Regions from separate parts of the Sus scrofa genome. Here region 2 is linked to region 1. Evidence: chromatin contacts called from public Hi-C data. All regions are on one chromosome and are shown on one strand. Each heading gives the region's core, a stretch centred on a gene start, on an enhancer-like site or on the middle of the called end of the contact. The rest is flanking DNA. Distances are from core to core; before and after follow the strand shown. Region 1 holds the start of INHBA (inhibin beta A subunit). Region 2 has its middle 160 kb from the start of INHBA.

Region 1 (7,435 bases), core at 1,386-3,885:
CGCCCACAGACACGGTACTACTCTCTTCCGGGAGAGGAGACCGTCCGTAGGGCAGTCACTCTGGGGAACTCGTACTAAATCGGCCCGAGGCAAAACCTCTGCAATGAGCAAACTGAGCAAGGAGAATCAAATCTTTGCTGAGGATCCAGCAGCTCAGCCCGAGTCTGGGTGTAAAACGCAAACGGGAGGAGTTTCCATTACAGACCCTCAACTTTAGTCAATGTGCGAATCAAATGAATCCACCTTTTCAAAAAGCAGCTCAATTTCTTTCCAACCAAACACCTACCAGAGGAGTTTAAAAAAAAAAGGACAAGACTGAGGGAAAGACTGGCATGAGACGAGGCCATACGTGAGAAAGAATGGGAAAGGTCAGATTCTTCCATGGCAAAATTCTCAATGCCAAGGGAGCGAGTGATTCGCTATCCGAGTCAAAGTCAGATCCGGGGGCCCAGTGCTGGTATCAGGGATAGAATTCAAAGGGGCCAGGGGCATAAGTCTACTTAGTCATATGATGTGGGTAAAGCCAGTTGAGGAAGAGCTGCAATTAAGGCCGTGCTGTGTGGCAACTGGTGTATAAAAACCTGTACAGGGTCCCTTTGTGGCAAGAGTGGGAACAGCCCCCCAACCACTGGAATCCACTTGCTGCTCAGGACCCCGGCAAAGACTGAGCAAATCTGGGTAGCCACTCGAAAGCTCCACCCTGCCTTTCCCCTCCATACGCTTCAAAAGATAAAGTCAAAAGTATCAGGGCCTTTGGGGCTTCATTAAAAAAAAAAAAAAAAAAAAGGTTTAGAGGAAGAAAGTAGTCAGACCTTTCTCGAAAGGAAAGAAGCTTCTGGTGAGACAGCTAGAACCGCCCTTAGGACATCAGGGCTTTGCCGAGGAGGAGAAGCCAGCAAGCCAGCAGGCTATCTGCTCCCTTCAAGAGGATGCCCAGGTCTCGCACGGTTTTCTTGAGCACATAACATCTGAGTCAACAGGTTTTCAGGATTGGAAATTCTGAGTGTTGCCTTAATTGTTTATACTGCTGCGGCAAACTTTTAAACAGCAATGCTGGGAGTCCCGGCACACACTTTACTGGCCATATGCTCTACCAAACAAAACAATGGCATTCCTTTCAAATGGATTTGGCAAGGGATACCATTCTGTAGCCTGGCATTACCATGAAAGTAACATGGAATTAACACATCTGTGTGCCTGGACTTGCCCAGCTTGTAGGCAGGCAAAAGGATCCGGGTCACATAACTGTAAAAATGACCTGGCCCCGGGTCTCCAGCCCTCCCGCTTGACAGGTATTTTTTTCTTCAGCAACAGGTTCGTGTGGTCCTGAGCCAACGATTAGAATCTATTTATTAAAGTTCTTCCTCTTAAGGATTGAGTGAGAGCTCCGTGTAGTATCTGGAGCACTTTGTCAAGGTTGCATTCCTTGGCAGAGAGCTCTTAGTAACTTTACAGAGAACAAAACTCTTTCTTTTCCTTTTTTTTTTTTTTTTTTTTTTTGGTTCCGAGAGCAAAAGTCAGTGTTCCAAAAAGCAACTGCCTGCCGGTTCAATGTCATGTGCCCCCACCCCCACCCCCACCCCCACCCCCACGTCGCTCTCGCTCGTCCCTGCCTAAAACGTGATGCCTGTGCTCCTTCGAAGCCGAGTTGCCAAAGGTAAACACGACTGTCACTAATGCAGATGCCCCGCTTCTGGAAGGTGGCCCCTGATTGGACTTTTAAAGAAAAAGGGCTGCTTGGGCGACAAGGACTTCCTCCGTGCCCTTCCACCCCAATCCCGCGCTCGCCGCCCCCTCCCCCGCCCCCGGGTAGAAACTTCGGATGGGGTCCGGAAGCCTCCCGCCCCCCCCAGCCCCCCGAAACTGCCCGGCTTTCCTCTCGCCGCCCTGCTCTGCTCTCCCGGGCAGGGCAAGGGAGCCTCTCTCCCGCCGGCTTCCTGCTCCGGGATCGGCCGAGCGCTTCCTCGGCGCGACCGGCCGAGCGGAGCAAGTGTACGCCGACCCCCTCCCTGCCGCCGCCGGCCGGGGCTCTGCCTGGGCTCCCGGCTCCGGGAGGTTCCCTCCCGGTCCGCCCCTGGTCGCCCCCCGGCCGGCCCGCTCCCGCGCCCGGCGAACGCACGACCTTCCCGGGCGGGTGCAGCTGGAGGGCGGCAGGTTCCCCCCGCGCGGTCGGAGACCCGTGCCCCCCACCCCGCCCCCCAGGCCAGCACCCACCTGCTTCCGCGAAGGTGATGATCTCCGAGGTCTGCTCCATGAGTTCATTCATTTCCGCCCTCCTCCCGATGTCGTCCTCCAGCTCCACGTACCCGTTCTCCCCCACTTTGCCCACATGAAGCTTTCTGATCGCGTTCAGAAGCGCCGCCTTGGGTACCGGCTGGGTGACATCGGGTCTCTTCTTCAAGTGCAGCATGTTTAAAATGTGCTTCTTGACGGCTTCCACCATCTCCGGCTGAGAGTTGGGTACATCCTTTGGGAGGGTGGCCAGCGCACAGGACGGGCAGTCCGGGGCTGCGCTGTGCCCCCCGGATCCTGGGGTGGGGGAACTCCTCACTATAATCCAGCAACTCGCCAACAAAAATCCTCTCAGCCAAAGCAAGGGCATCCTGGCAGCCAAAGTTGTGGTGACGGCCCTTTTAAAAGGCTCCGCTCTTCCTCCCCCTCACGCACGGGTTTTTTTTTTTTTTTTTTTTTTTTTTTTTTTTTTTTGCTTTTTTTTTTTTCTCTCTCTCTTTCCTTTTTGGGGTTTTGGTGTGTGTGTGTGTGTTTTGGTTGGTTTGTTTGTTTGTTTTTGTTTGTTTGTTTCCTGTCTCCTCTTCAGTCAATTCTCTGGAACAAGAACAAAAAGTTTGCTGTGAAGTTTGTTTGCAGGTTCCCTCTCTGGATGCAGTCGGGGCTGTAGGTTTGTGGCTGTCAGGGAGGAGAGTAAGAGAGAGGGAGGGAGGGAGGGAGGGAGGGGGGAGAGACGGGGGGGGGGAGACAGAGACAGAGAGAGGATGGGAGGGAAGAGAGACGGGGAGGGAGGGGGGGGGAGAGGGGGAGAGAGGGAGCGATTGGCCCCGAGTGAGTGAGTGAATGGGAGAGGGAGGGAGCCGCGCTGCGAGTAAAGGCTGAGATTAGGAAGGGGAGGGACCGCCCGCTCTGACGGGCTGCTCGCCTGCTGCTCGCGGCTCCCTCGCACACACCTCTCTGCACACACCACCCGCCGCCCGAGGTCTGCTTCCCCTCCGCGAGGAAACGCTCCTGATTTTGGGCCACTTCTCCTTTCCCTCCCTTGCTTTCTCTGCCCAGTCCCCTTGCTTCACCTTCTTCCTCTTTTTTTTTTTTTTTTTTTTGGCGGGGGGGGGGGGAAGCAAAGCCCAGACACAGACGCCCTATCTCAATCAATCCACCGAGAGGACCCGCCGGAACCAGCCTGGCCCAGCGCCCCTCCACCTGCCGAGCCACCGACTCAGGGGTTCGGACACCCCCGGCGGGAAGGTGGGGTTCAGGGTCCCCGGAGGGGGCGGACAGGTGATGGAGGGCTTGGGAAGAGGGGCCAGCCCATCCTCCTGGGCTGAGGGAATCCTGCAGAGCGCCCCCCCCCGCCCCCCTCCCCCGCCCTTCATTCATAGTTCAGTGTTCAGGGCCGTCCACGCTGGCGGGCGATCAGAGATCAGAGAACTTTTGTTTGGGGTCATGTCACAGACTCTACTTTTCCCCAAATGCAAAAATGCAGCCGGGCATTGGAAGATCCACAGGCAGGCGGGCTGGCAGGCAGCGTGGTCCACGCTCCTGTCATGTGCAGCTCTGCACCCTCTCTTAGCCGTGCCCCTTCTGCCCTGCACACACACGCACAGATGACAGCTTACCACCGCTGGCCCTGACTGACTGCACAGATAAAACGCACAAGTCAGTTGGCCTTTCCCACATTATTTTATATAAAGAGTGCGCTCCCGTGACTTGAATAACTGGTCCTAGGGGGAAAGAATCGCTAAAATATATGGGCAAATGACTTTCTCTGTCATGTGGTAGTTTGTTCAGCCTGGCCCCTACCCCCATCCCCATTCCAGACCAGTCTGCTCATGGACTGGCCCCCTGACGGCTTCTTTTTCTCTCCAAGGAACAGCACAAGATGAAATCATCACGGATTTCAGTGTTCACAGCAAAAAGAAAAATGTGAATGTTTAAACAATGCCTCTCTGAGTTTTTTTTAATTCTCTCCCCCCCTTTTTTTTCATTTTCTGTCTTATTGCTTTTATCTTGCAGAAGTATCTTTAAGAGGTCCATCTGTTAAAGCTTTCCCTCCCTCTCGGTTTCTTTCCCACACATAAGCCCTCTCAGTTTCTGTAGATACAGTCGGCTTATATCTGACACCTAGTGTGTTCAGAGCATTACAGTTAAGCAATGCATTTTGGGTGGGAAAAGTTAATAAATACCCTTATTTACAAGCATCCCCTCTGAAGGCAAGGGGATGCGGGTGAGACAAGTGTGATGCTGAGTTAAAATTACAGCTCGCACAGGTAAGGATGCTTCTCTTAATTGGATACCCTGTCCCCCTTTTCTAAAGCAACTGACTGCAGCAATCCCTCTGTTACCAGCCACCTTTGGGATTTTACCTCCAGAAACGTCAATTCCTCTGCTATTATTGTGAAGACTTTGTCAACATTCCCTAAAGAGTCTAATTTAGTTTCTTAGTGGGGGATGGCGAAAGAGAATGGGGAAGGGGGGGGGCATCTGTGTCAATAATTGCTTAATAAAACATCTTTGAAATAGATTACTTAACATAATCTACCTATTTGGCGTCACACAGACAGTGCCCAAAGCTTTTGTAGTCCAATTAAGTTTTACAAGAGACTCTGAAATAGAACTAAAAGTTGAATGGCTCCAAACAAGTTGAGAGCCCTCATCCAGCTTCACCGAGCTAAGTGCAACTGATCACTATTTAGATTCTCCCTGTATTTGAGTTTGTGTGCGTTCCCCGAATCTTCTGTTTGTGAAGGTAACTTAAAAATGAGCCTTCTCCTGGCACAGGTACTCGCAAGGAGGTGCTGACTGGGTTGGAGAAACACATACTCGCTTTGCATGCTCTGCTATTAAAAGCTGTTTTAACTCGCTGGAAGACCTACAAAGGCACAGATCATCAAATATGCATGGAAATGCCAATAAGTTGTAAAAATTCCTGCTCACCCTTCTGGCTAGGCACGTGTAAAGAGCACAGCAGTAAGCATTAAAAAGCATTACCTTTCCGGTCCTCTCTCTTTCACCAGCAGACTCTTGTATCATGTGGCAAGTGCCTTCGGAGTTCCTCTTCATGGCATTGGCACTGAGAATTTTTATACTGTACTACTTATTTGTACAGTCACACATTGGTACCAGTCAAGCAGGGAGGGCTGGGGCTTTGTTTGGGATTGGTTGGAAGCAGAATGACATCAGCAGATGACTGGTTTTTCCAGTGTGAGACATATTTCATAACTCATTATCTAATGGAAAGCCTTTCTCGGCTGCTGTGACACTCCTGGGTGATCACGGAGCCAGGGAAACCTCTGACTGACTAGACGACCCTTTAGAAAAATCCTGCAACCCAACAGCGAGCGCTCACTGAGGGACCAGCTTTCAACTTTGACCACTCGCACATCAAGCACGTCAGTTTCTCCCTCTTGTCAGGCTCAGTTCTGTGTCTTCCCATAAAACTTCTCCATGAAGTTGCCTCTATTGACAAAGTATTTTATTGTTGCTGACAGGGGAAAAAAATTCGCAGGGCTCTCCCTACAGGTTCTGATTTTCCTTTTTGAAATAAGCTATTTCGTGGAGGAAAAAATAGGAAACGATGTATATCTCTGAGGGATGATCTCCGCCCCCAGCCCACTTGCACTATTACTTTACATCTTGAAACTGAATGCCGGCTTCATAAATCATTTATCACTAAGAACTTTGGAAACAGTCATTCTCTGCTGGTGAACCTTCTAAGTGTCTTTCCCAAGTCTTTAGAATCCCAAACTAACTAGTAAAAAAAAAAACAAACAACAAACAAAAATACAAAAAAAAAAAAAAACCAAAAAACTCATACATCATTCTTCTTTATCAGAACTTCAAGTCCTATGATTTCTAAATTGTTACAAAGAGAACATGAGATTAATGGAAAGAAGTGAACATTTCCTGAAAGAGGAGTTAAGTTGGTCACGATGTTTTGGGGACGGAGGGGGGAGTGTTAGCAAGTCAGGGGAAAAAAAAAAAAACAGGAGGAAAGATGCCTCAGACATAAAAATGGAAGGCTTGTTTGAAGGAGTCTAGCTGAAGCACAAGCCGGGTACTCATGACAAGTTGAATAAAATGTGCAAAATTGGGAGCTAATGAAAGCCATATGACAAGATACGTTATTGTGGATGCAGGATTTAACATGCATAAAATAAACTTTTCACTGTGCCCACAAGCAAAATATAGAGGCTCTGGCCTCCTGATGGGTAGTTTAGGCCCCTTTCTTTGGGCCACCAGAAGTCTGCAGAAGCGGGCCTGCCTTGGCTAAACACAGAGAAAGTGTGAGGTCAGAGCCATAAATGGGGGTTGGGGCAGGGAGTATTCTAAGAATTGCATATGCAGAAATGAAGTCAAAAATAAAAATCATTAGGTTGTAGAGGAACAGAGGGAATCTGAGAAGGAAAGACAGAAACAGGATCAGTGCTGGTTAAACTCCTACCCTGCCCCTCAGTCTGGAACTGGAAGGACCCAAGCTCTCTGCAAGAAAGGAGCTCCCTTACCCTTTTTAAATGAGCTCTCCGGGAGAGCAGCGGTCTGAGGGGCATCTAAACTCCCCCCTGCCCCCCCCCCCAACCCCGGGTGGCGTTCTGGAAACGCCACCGGGTTTATGAGTCTGGGGGCACAAACCCACCCGGAGGAGACCCCGGATGCTGCTACTTACTACCAGATAACCTCAGTGTCTCTAAAGTGGGCTCCACAATAACTCCCCTGCGGGGTCAAAAGCACGTGCTCCGAAAAACAGGAGGCGATATGATTTCCGAGATGCCCAGTGGGCGCCTCTCTCTGAACATCTGTGTCACAGGAAATCTGCAGCACCCCAGAGGAGCCACCCAATCTCTGTGACTCAGATCGCGTTGGCCACGGATGCCATCGAAGTGCCCACCTGCCTGGGTCAGCCCACCAGCTGTGACGTCATTCTCTACCTGAATCCCCAACCTCCGGGCTCAGCCCCGCGGGAGATGCCTCCTCGCTCAGAGGAAGACGAAGGTGGGGGGTGGGAGGGGGTGGGAGGGGGTGGGGGAGGAAGCAGGCAGGTTCAAATAACTTCGCTCCACTCTTTCGGGACCGGGGGTGATTTTTTCCCTGCCGGACTCCGGGGCCCAGGGCTGAGCTGGGCAGCCCGGCTCCCGACCAGCATCTCCTGTTCCTTGCTCGGGTCGGTTTCTCTTTCACTTCCTGCCCCTCCCCCCGCAGCTCCCCC
Region 2 (7,435 bases), core at 1,689-4,188, 160 kb before region 1:
AGGGCAATTGGTGTTGGAACTGTGTTGTCAGATCTCTTGGGTGGTTAAATATTTTGGATGAAAGTTAAAGCGATGTTTGTGGACAGCCTGCTTTTTTCTCAGAAGGAGAAAGGCTCAGGGCATGTGTTGCCCTCGTAGCCCAGCACGATCCAGAAAACGATGGTCAGCATTGAGAGACTCATCTCTCACGCTCTTCAGGAGCACGTTACGGAGGACAGATAGGAGACACCCCTTTATGCCACTGGCAGTTCTCTCTCCTCGTCTTGAACAAGGTGCCCCTGCTTCAGCTATGCCAATAACATATCAGCAGCTGGCAGTCACCTGCAACTCCACACCCCTCTACACACGCGCACACACACACACACACACACACACACACACTCAGGACATAACCACACACTTATAGAGGCTTCAGACTTTCTACCCCCCCCCAAAAAAAAAAGAAAATCCTGCAGGAGCAAATTTCATCTGCCAGCATTATTTATTGTATTTTATTTTATTTTTCATCTTAGCGCAGTAATTTGCATTCCTCTTGGATCTGTTGAATCATTACAGAGAGTGGGTTACCAAATCCAGAGTGATGAGTGCAGTTATATATTTTGCAATTCTACTCATCTTTGATTTCATAGAAAGTTTTTAAATATAAAATTTGGACTGTAGGCCTTTGATAGAAAATAAAATACACTATATTTATTCGATTTATACATCATACGTTCTCTTAACACAGCATACGTGTTTTGTCCATCTTAGTCAATGTCCTTTAAAAATTCCATCTGTGGGCAGTTCTCATTGTGACTCAGCAGTAATGAACCCGACTAGCTTCCATGAAGATGCGGGTTTGATCCCTGGCCTTGCTCAGTGAGTTACGTTCCGGTGTTGCCATGAGCTATGGCAACAACAGACACAACTTAGATCCTGCGTTGCTGTGGCTGCGGGGTAAGCCAGCAGCTGCATCTCTGATTTGACCCCTAGCCTTGGAACATCTATATGCTGCTGGTGTGGCCCTAAAAAGAAAAAAAAAAAAAAATCCATCTGTGGGAGTTCCCTGGTGTCTCAGTGGGTTAAGGGTTGTGTTGTCACTGCTGTGGCTCAAGTTCCACCCCTGACCCAGGAACTCCTGCATGCTGTGGGCAGGCCCCAAAAAACATTCCGTCTTTGATGGGAGCTCTACATGTCATCGTGAAGACTCACCGTTTATTTAACCATTCTCTGTATGTTAGATTTTGAAGTTTCCATTTTTTCTATTATAAATAATTTTCTAAAGAACAGCTTTGCATGTAAATGTTTCCTGCATTATTTCTTAGAAGAGCTTTCCAGAAAGACAATGGGTCTAGGAGTAGTTTGTTAAAGTTGTATATTACGTGTTGCCAAAATGCCTTCCCAAGATTTACACTGAATTCCCACCAGCTGGTATGAGGGTTGTCAATGCAAGGCCCTCTTGATAGCATGAACAACGTCATTACAAACAATTCCAGGAGTTCTCGTTGTGGCTCAGTGGGTTAAGGACCCAATGTTGTCTCTGTGAGGATGTGGGTTCGATCCCTGGCCTCACTCAGCGGGTTCAGAATCCGGCATTGCCACAGGCTGAGGCATAGGTGGAAGATGTGGCTCGGATCCCGCGTTGCTGTGGCTGTGGCAAAATTCAGCCCCTAGCCTAGGAACTTCCAGATGCCACAGACGCAGCTGTAGAAAGAAAAAATATTCTCGATGCTCATACGGGAGAAATCTCATTGTAGTTTTATTTGTGTTTTTGTCACTAATGATGCATTTGAAGTTGTTGCCTATTTGTAAAACATTTGTATTTTTTTTTTTTTTGTCTTTTTGTCTTTTGTTGTTGTTGTTGTTGCTATTTCTTGGGCCGCTCCCGCGGCATATGGAGATTCCCAGGCTAGGGGTCGAATCGGAGCTGTAGCTACCGGCCTACGCCAGAGCCACAGCAACGCGGGATCCGAGCCGTGTCTGCAACCTACACCACAGCTCACGGCAACGCCGGATCATTAACCCACTGAGCAAGGGCAGGGACCGAACCCGCAACCTCATGGTTCCTAGTCGGATTCGTTAACCACTGCGCCACGACGGGAACTCCATATTTGTATTTTTTGTTTGGTGTATCATTTATTCATGTATTTTACTCAATTCTACTAGAATTTGTGTTAAGTACTTGATTTATTAAAAATATCTTTGTGTAAGTGAAATAGCAGCTCTTGCCATATCTGCTGCCAATATTTTTTTTCTGTTGCATTTATTGTTTCATTGAGTTTATGGGTGTTTTTGTCATAAGGATATTTTAAGTTCATGTCCTTAAACATACTGATTTTCTGCTTTCGGGGGTTATTTTTTCAGCATCCCTCTCCCTTTCCAAGATCAGTATTTAGATTTTCAAGCGCACTGAGTGGTAGTATAGTCTGGTGAATTACAGTGAATCACTTTGGAATGGTTTCCAAATTACTGATCATCTAAAAGTCAAACTCGTATTTTTCCATAATTGTACTTCAGATGAATCTGTTTACTTTGCGGGCATTGAAAGCAGATTTACTACATCTCTTAGGCCCGTTCGTGGTGCTGCTCTTGCCGGGGATCAGAAAGGAGGGGACCACGGGCTCCGGAGGTGCCGCCTCCCTCCTCCCGTTCACCTTTAAAGATGCTGGGTGTGAAGTGACCTCCGAGGCTCTGGCTTCCATCCCCACCAGAGCCCTTAAGCCCTTTTTGATAGCACAGGTCACAATATCACAGACTCCTGAGATCTGAAAGTCTCTCCTGATTGGGCTCTATCGTTTTCAGCGTTATCAGAAAGAAAAGGTCTAATTAGATGGCAGAGCCTGCTGAGAAGCTCCTGTTTATCAGCTGTTAAATTCTGCACAGGCTGTGTCAGAGCCACAAAAGCAGAGCTGACGTCCCCAGTGGGATCCCTGAACAGGATGCCAGTCCCCAGATGGGCCAAGGTCAGTCAGAGTGGGCTTCCACGGTAGATGCCTGGACCAGGCTAGTTGGTAGATTATGATTGCAGCCCCGCGTAGGCGTGTGATTGTATAAGTGCCCACACACACACTCCCAGACAAACCAAAAAAGAAGAGAGGAAAAAACGGAGAAAATGATACATGGAAGGAAGAGCTCAATCCCGCAGCCATGTGGTGACAGTGTCTAAAACCAGCTGCTGATTTTAAATATCTGTGCCCCCGCATCCTGTTAGATAGGGACCAAAACGGGGGGCTCAGCCTTCCCAGAGCCCAGGGATCAGGCATTTTTGTGCCTGGCCATCCACAGCTTCAAGTCCTGCACTCACATGCGGAGCCCTGGACAAGATAACGCCTGACGTTGAGTGGAGGCAGGCAGTGCCGACACACGGTTCAGTCCATGCCTCCGCCTCACCAGCGTGGTGTCCTAGGTGAGCATGTAACCTCTCAGTCCAGAAGCTTCCTTGTCTGCTTCAACTGGGATGGCAACACCCATCCTACATCTAATGAAGGTTAATTTACGCGAATATAGAGCTTATCACATATTGAATATGGGTTGGTTGCCCTTAACAAATATTACTTTCCCTGCTATTCTTAGCCCTTTCTAAAGACCGGATCTTCGGCTTTTTTTTTTTTTTACCTTATCTTGCGAGTGGCTCTGGCAGGGAGAGGTAAACAGGATTTTGGGAATCTTGTCCAGTTGGGGCCCTCTAAGGAGAGGAGTTGAACCCTGTGGTGGCATCTGGCCAACTTCACATTCTAATCAAGGGCACAGCCGCTGCTAGTGGTCAGGGTTTTGGCTTTGTATACATTTAGGTTTGGAGCTTGCTCCCCAACAATCCCCTTTACAATCTCTTCAGGACGGATAAAAGCTCTCCCATGAGAGGCAGAGAAAATTGTATGCTCCCTTTAAGAGTAACAGAAAACATTTTTGTTACATTTCTGGTGAATACTTCCCTCCCAGGAGCCTTCTTCCCAAACTTTACGAGGTGAGCATGGCAAAAGAAATCCAAGAGCCTTTGAAGTCTTAAGTGGGCACTGCTTGACACGCTGAGCTCCCAAGGATTTTCTCACGTTCACATGGAAACCTCATTGTATCAGCTCAAGAAAGTGTGACAAGGACTAGGAAGGATGGAAGGAAAGGAGGGGGCGAGGAAGGAAGGCACAATCTTGAGAACAGGTTTGTACTGACACGAAGCTGGAGTTGTGGCAAAATTAGCTAAAGCCTATAGTAAAGCCTCTTGAATACCACTTAAAAATGGTATTTACCCCAGGGCCCGAGTTCTTTCATTTCAGAAGAAGAGGGATGTGAGAAGAAGAAGAAGCATCACAGCTTATAGGACACAGGAGGAAAGAGACATCGCTTATATGTAATTCAAAATCAGCAGGTGCAAGACCAGATCCTCTCCCTCCAAAACCTCTAATGCTGCTTCTCAGCAGTTGATCATGTGTCAGTGCATCCGTCTCTCTCCTCTGATTAGGTTCATTTAGCTGGTTTATATTCCTTTAATGTCTTTGCTGGGTCCTCCTCTGATTACATTACAAATGTTCCTTGCCCTCACAGTGCCACACAGAAGCAGAGGATGTCACAAAGGGAAGTCACAGAGCAGTCTCAAGGGCTGAGCAAATGAGGCGAGAAAAATCAGAAGGTCGTCTCTGAAAGAATGCCCTGGGGAGAGAGGAGGCGTCTCTTTACCTGTGCAGCCCCTTCCAACCGTATTCACAGTGGTGCCCACTGCAAGATGAATGACGGTGAGACCTCCCAACCACGGCTTCTCTCCAAAGATTCTGCAGATGGAGAACCCCCCAGAATGATCTGGAATAGTACTGGGCTCATAGCAATGCTCTCTCTGTAAATAGTGACAGCTTTCGTACTAATCACAATAGCCAAGACATGGAAGCAACCTAGGTGTCCATTGAGAGACGAATGGATAAAGAGGATGTGGTACATATTCTCAGTGGAAGACCACTCAGCCATAAAAAAGAATGAGAGAATATGCCATTTATAGCAGCATGGATGGATCTAGAGATTATCACACTAAGTGAACAAAGTCAAAGATAAATTTGACGATCTGTACATGGAATCTTAAAAAATAATGCAAATGAAATTATTTACAAAACAGGAACAAGAGTTCCCACTGTGGCTTAGCAGGTTACAAACTCAAGTAGAATCCATGACATTGCTGGTTCTATCCCTGCCCCTGCTCAGTGAGTTAAGTATCTGGTATTCTCATGAGCTGCAGTGTAGGTCGCAGATGCAGCTCAGATCTGGCGTTGCTGTGGCTGTGGTATAGGCCAGAAACTGCAGCTCTGATTCGACCCCTAGCCTGGGAACCTTCATATGCCGAGGGTGCAGCCCTAGAAAAAGGCAAAAAAAAAAAAATGAATTTATGATTACCCTAGGAGAAAATGGGGAGGGATAAATTAGGAGTATGGGATGAACAGATACACACTAACCATATACAAAATAGATAAACAACAGGACCTACTGTGTACCGTAGGGAATTCTAGTCAATGTTTTATAATAACCTATAATGGAAAAGAATCTGAAAATTGTGTGTGTGTGTGTGTGTGTGTGTGTGTGTGTGTGTGTGTATAATTTTGCTGCACACTTGAAACTAACACAATGTTGAAATCAAATATACTTTTTTTGGAAAAAAAAAAAAGTAGTAGGAGTTCCCGTCGTAGCTCAGTGGTTAACAAATCCAACTAAGAACCATGAGGTTGTGGGTTCGATCCCTGGCCTTGCTCAATAGGTTAAGGATCCGGCGTTGCCGTGAGCTGTGGTGTAGGTTGCAGACGCGGCTTGTATCCTGCGTTGCTGTGGCTGTGGCGTAGGCCGGCCCCTAGCCTGGGAACCTCCATATGCCATGGGGGTGGCCCTAGAAAAGGCAAAAAGACAAAAAAAAAAAAAAAAGTAGTCAATGTAGAAAACAAAACAAACAGCAACAACAAAGTAGTAAATGTGGGGCACAAAAATCACTTAAAAAAAAAGGTGACAACTTTTGAAGGCATGTTCTTCCATCCTGCCCTGTTCTACCCTCCAGGAGGGACTTACAGGAGAGCCTCTCAGACTGTGAGATCACAACCTCTGGCAAATTACTTACTTCCTTGAAACCTTGTGTCCTCATCTGTACAATGGGACCCTTAAGGAGCTAGCCTTGTGTGTTGCACGGGGCTAGGAGGCAAAGCCCTTAGCCCGGAGCTTGACACGCCCAGCCACTGCTTCATGGCCAGCTCGGTCATCACGGGTATCTCAGAGCCACTACGTCTCCTCCTCCCAGAAAACCGCCCACTGCTGCCCAGCCCCACTTCCTGGGCATCCCAGTTTGCCCAGAAGTTACGCTTCCATTTACTTTGCCCTGATGTTGTGGCCCTGGGCTGAGTCACTCGCTCTTAGGACCCTACGCACACTTCTTGGGGAGCCCAGGATGGGTATCTCGCCAAAGCTGTTGGAGCTGGCTTATTGCAGCTGCTCGTGCCGCAGAGGTGAAACCTCTAGCGGGTCCCAACCTCCTTTCCACATCTATGTTCCGGGCCCATGTGATTCCGCTTCCACTGATACTCTGTTAACCAAACCAAGACTTTCCCTCTGAAGGCTTTTGTGTCCATCTTGACTTCCTCCTCCCCCTTTTTTTTTTCCCAGTTACTGTCAAAATCATACAGGATAGAGTAAGCCTCTCTGTTCTCTCCATCACGTGGTTTTAACTATGGCAACCTAAGAAAATGATTCCTTTCTCCACCCCAAAACCCCTGAAGCAGTAATATCGACGAGGGGTTTTATTATATACAAAATAACAATGTCGAAAGAACAAAGGGCAGTATAGAAAAGCTGGGGACATGCAGAACAATTCGGATACAGGAAACGTGACGAAAATATTACTTTGGCTCTGGCGAAAAATTAACCCCACGCCTACTTTTTGGTGGTAATAGGTAATGATGTTTACGTTTTCTCGTAAGGTTGTTGCAGCTAGTTTTCACTTTTCCTGTTTCTGATTTCTGACATTGCATATGCTTTGCCATTATAGCCACACAACCTTGAGCAGCAGGAACTGGAGTATTTGGCTTCAAGCTTACCTTAGTATTTTGAAACATTCTAAATGTTTCTATAACATCTTGAAGAGAAAACCAGTACTAGTATCTCTCTCACTGTGCCAGAATTGCAATGCATTATTTAGAGGGGGAAGCCCTGAGGCCAAACCCCAAATTTTCACTCCCGAGTGATGGGACCCTGGAAAGGATATGTATTTCTCTAAATTTTGGTTTCCTTCTCAAAACAAGGAGTGTAATGATACCTACGTTGAAGAGTTTTATGGAAATTAAATAACCTAAAAGATGTAAAGCATTTATCTTAGATCTTAGCACATAATAAGCCTAAAATTACTGGTGGCTATTATGTTTTAAAGTCTGAGCGGTGGAATTTTATCCAGAGATTTTCCGTGGAGACCTTGGTGAATAAGAATACGATGCCGGGCATAATT

Evidence for each region. Hi-C and Micro-C count contacts between places; a contact is called where the count stands out from the background.
Region 2: a contact with region 1 is called in a Hi-C map of fetal heart ventricle, with 2.3 times the contacts expected there. The contact joins the enhancer-like site here to the promoter of INHBA in region 1. A contact is called at or near these places in 1 of 5 promoter capture datasets (liver) and 5 of 47 Hi-C or Micro-C datasets (fetal heart ventricle, liver and skeletal muscle).

The regions. Positions count from the first base shown.
Region 1 is chr18:52,884,884-52,892,318 of Sscrofa11.1, reverse strand. INHBA (inhibin beta A subunit) reads right to left here and starts at 2,635. Exons shown (of 6, transcript NM_214028.1-2): 1 at 2,215-2,635. The coding sequence starts at 2,602.
Region 2 is chr18:53,041,429-53,048,863 of Sscrofa11.1, reverse strand. No RefSeq gene overlaps it. Among named protein-coding and RNA genes, the nearest start is that of INHBA, 160 kb to the right of the region's middle. Within about 2 kb of position 2,938, at least 2 of the 83 cell types and tissues checked have an H3K27ac peak or open chromatin away from gene starts, as enhancers often do.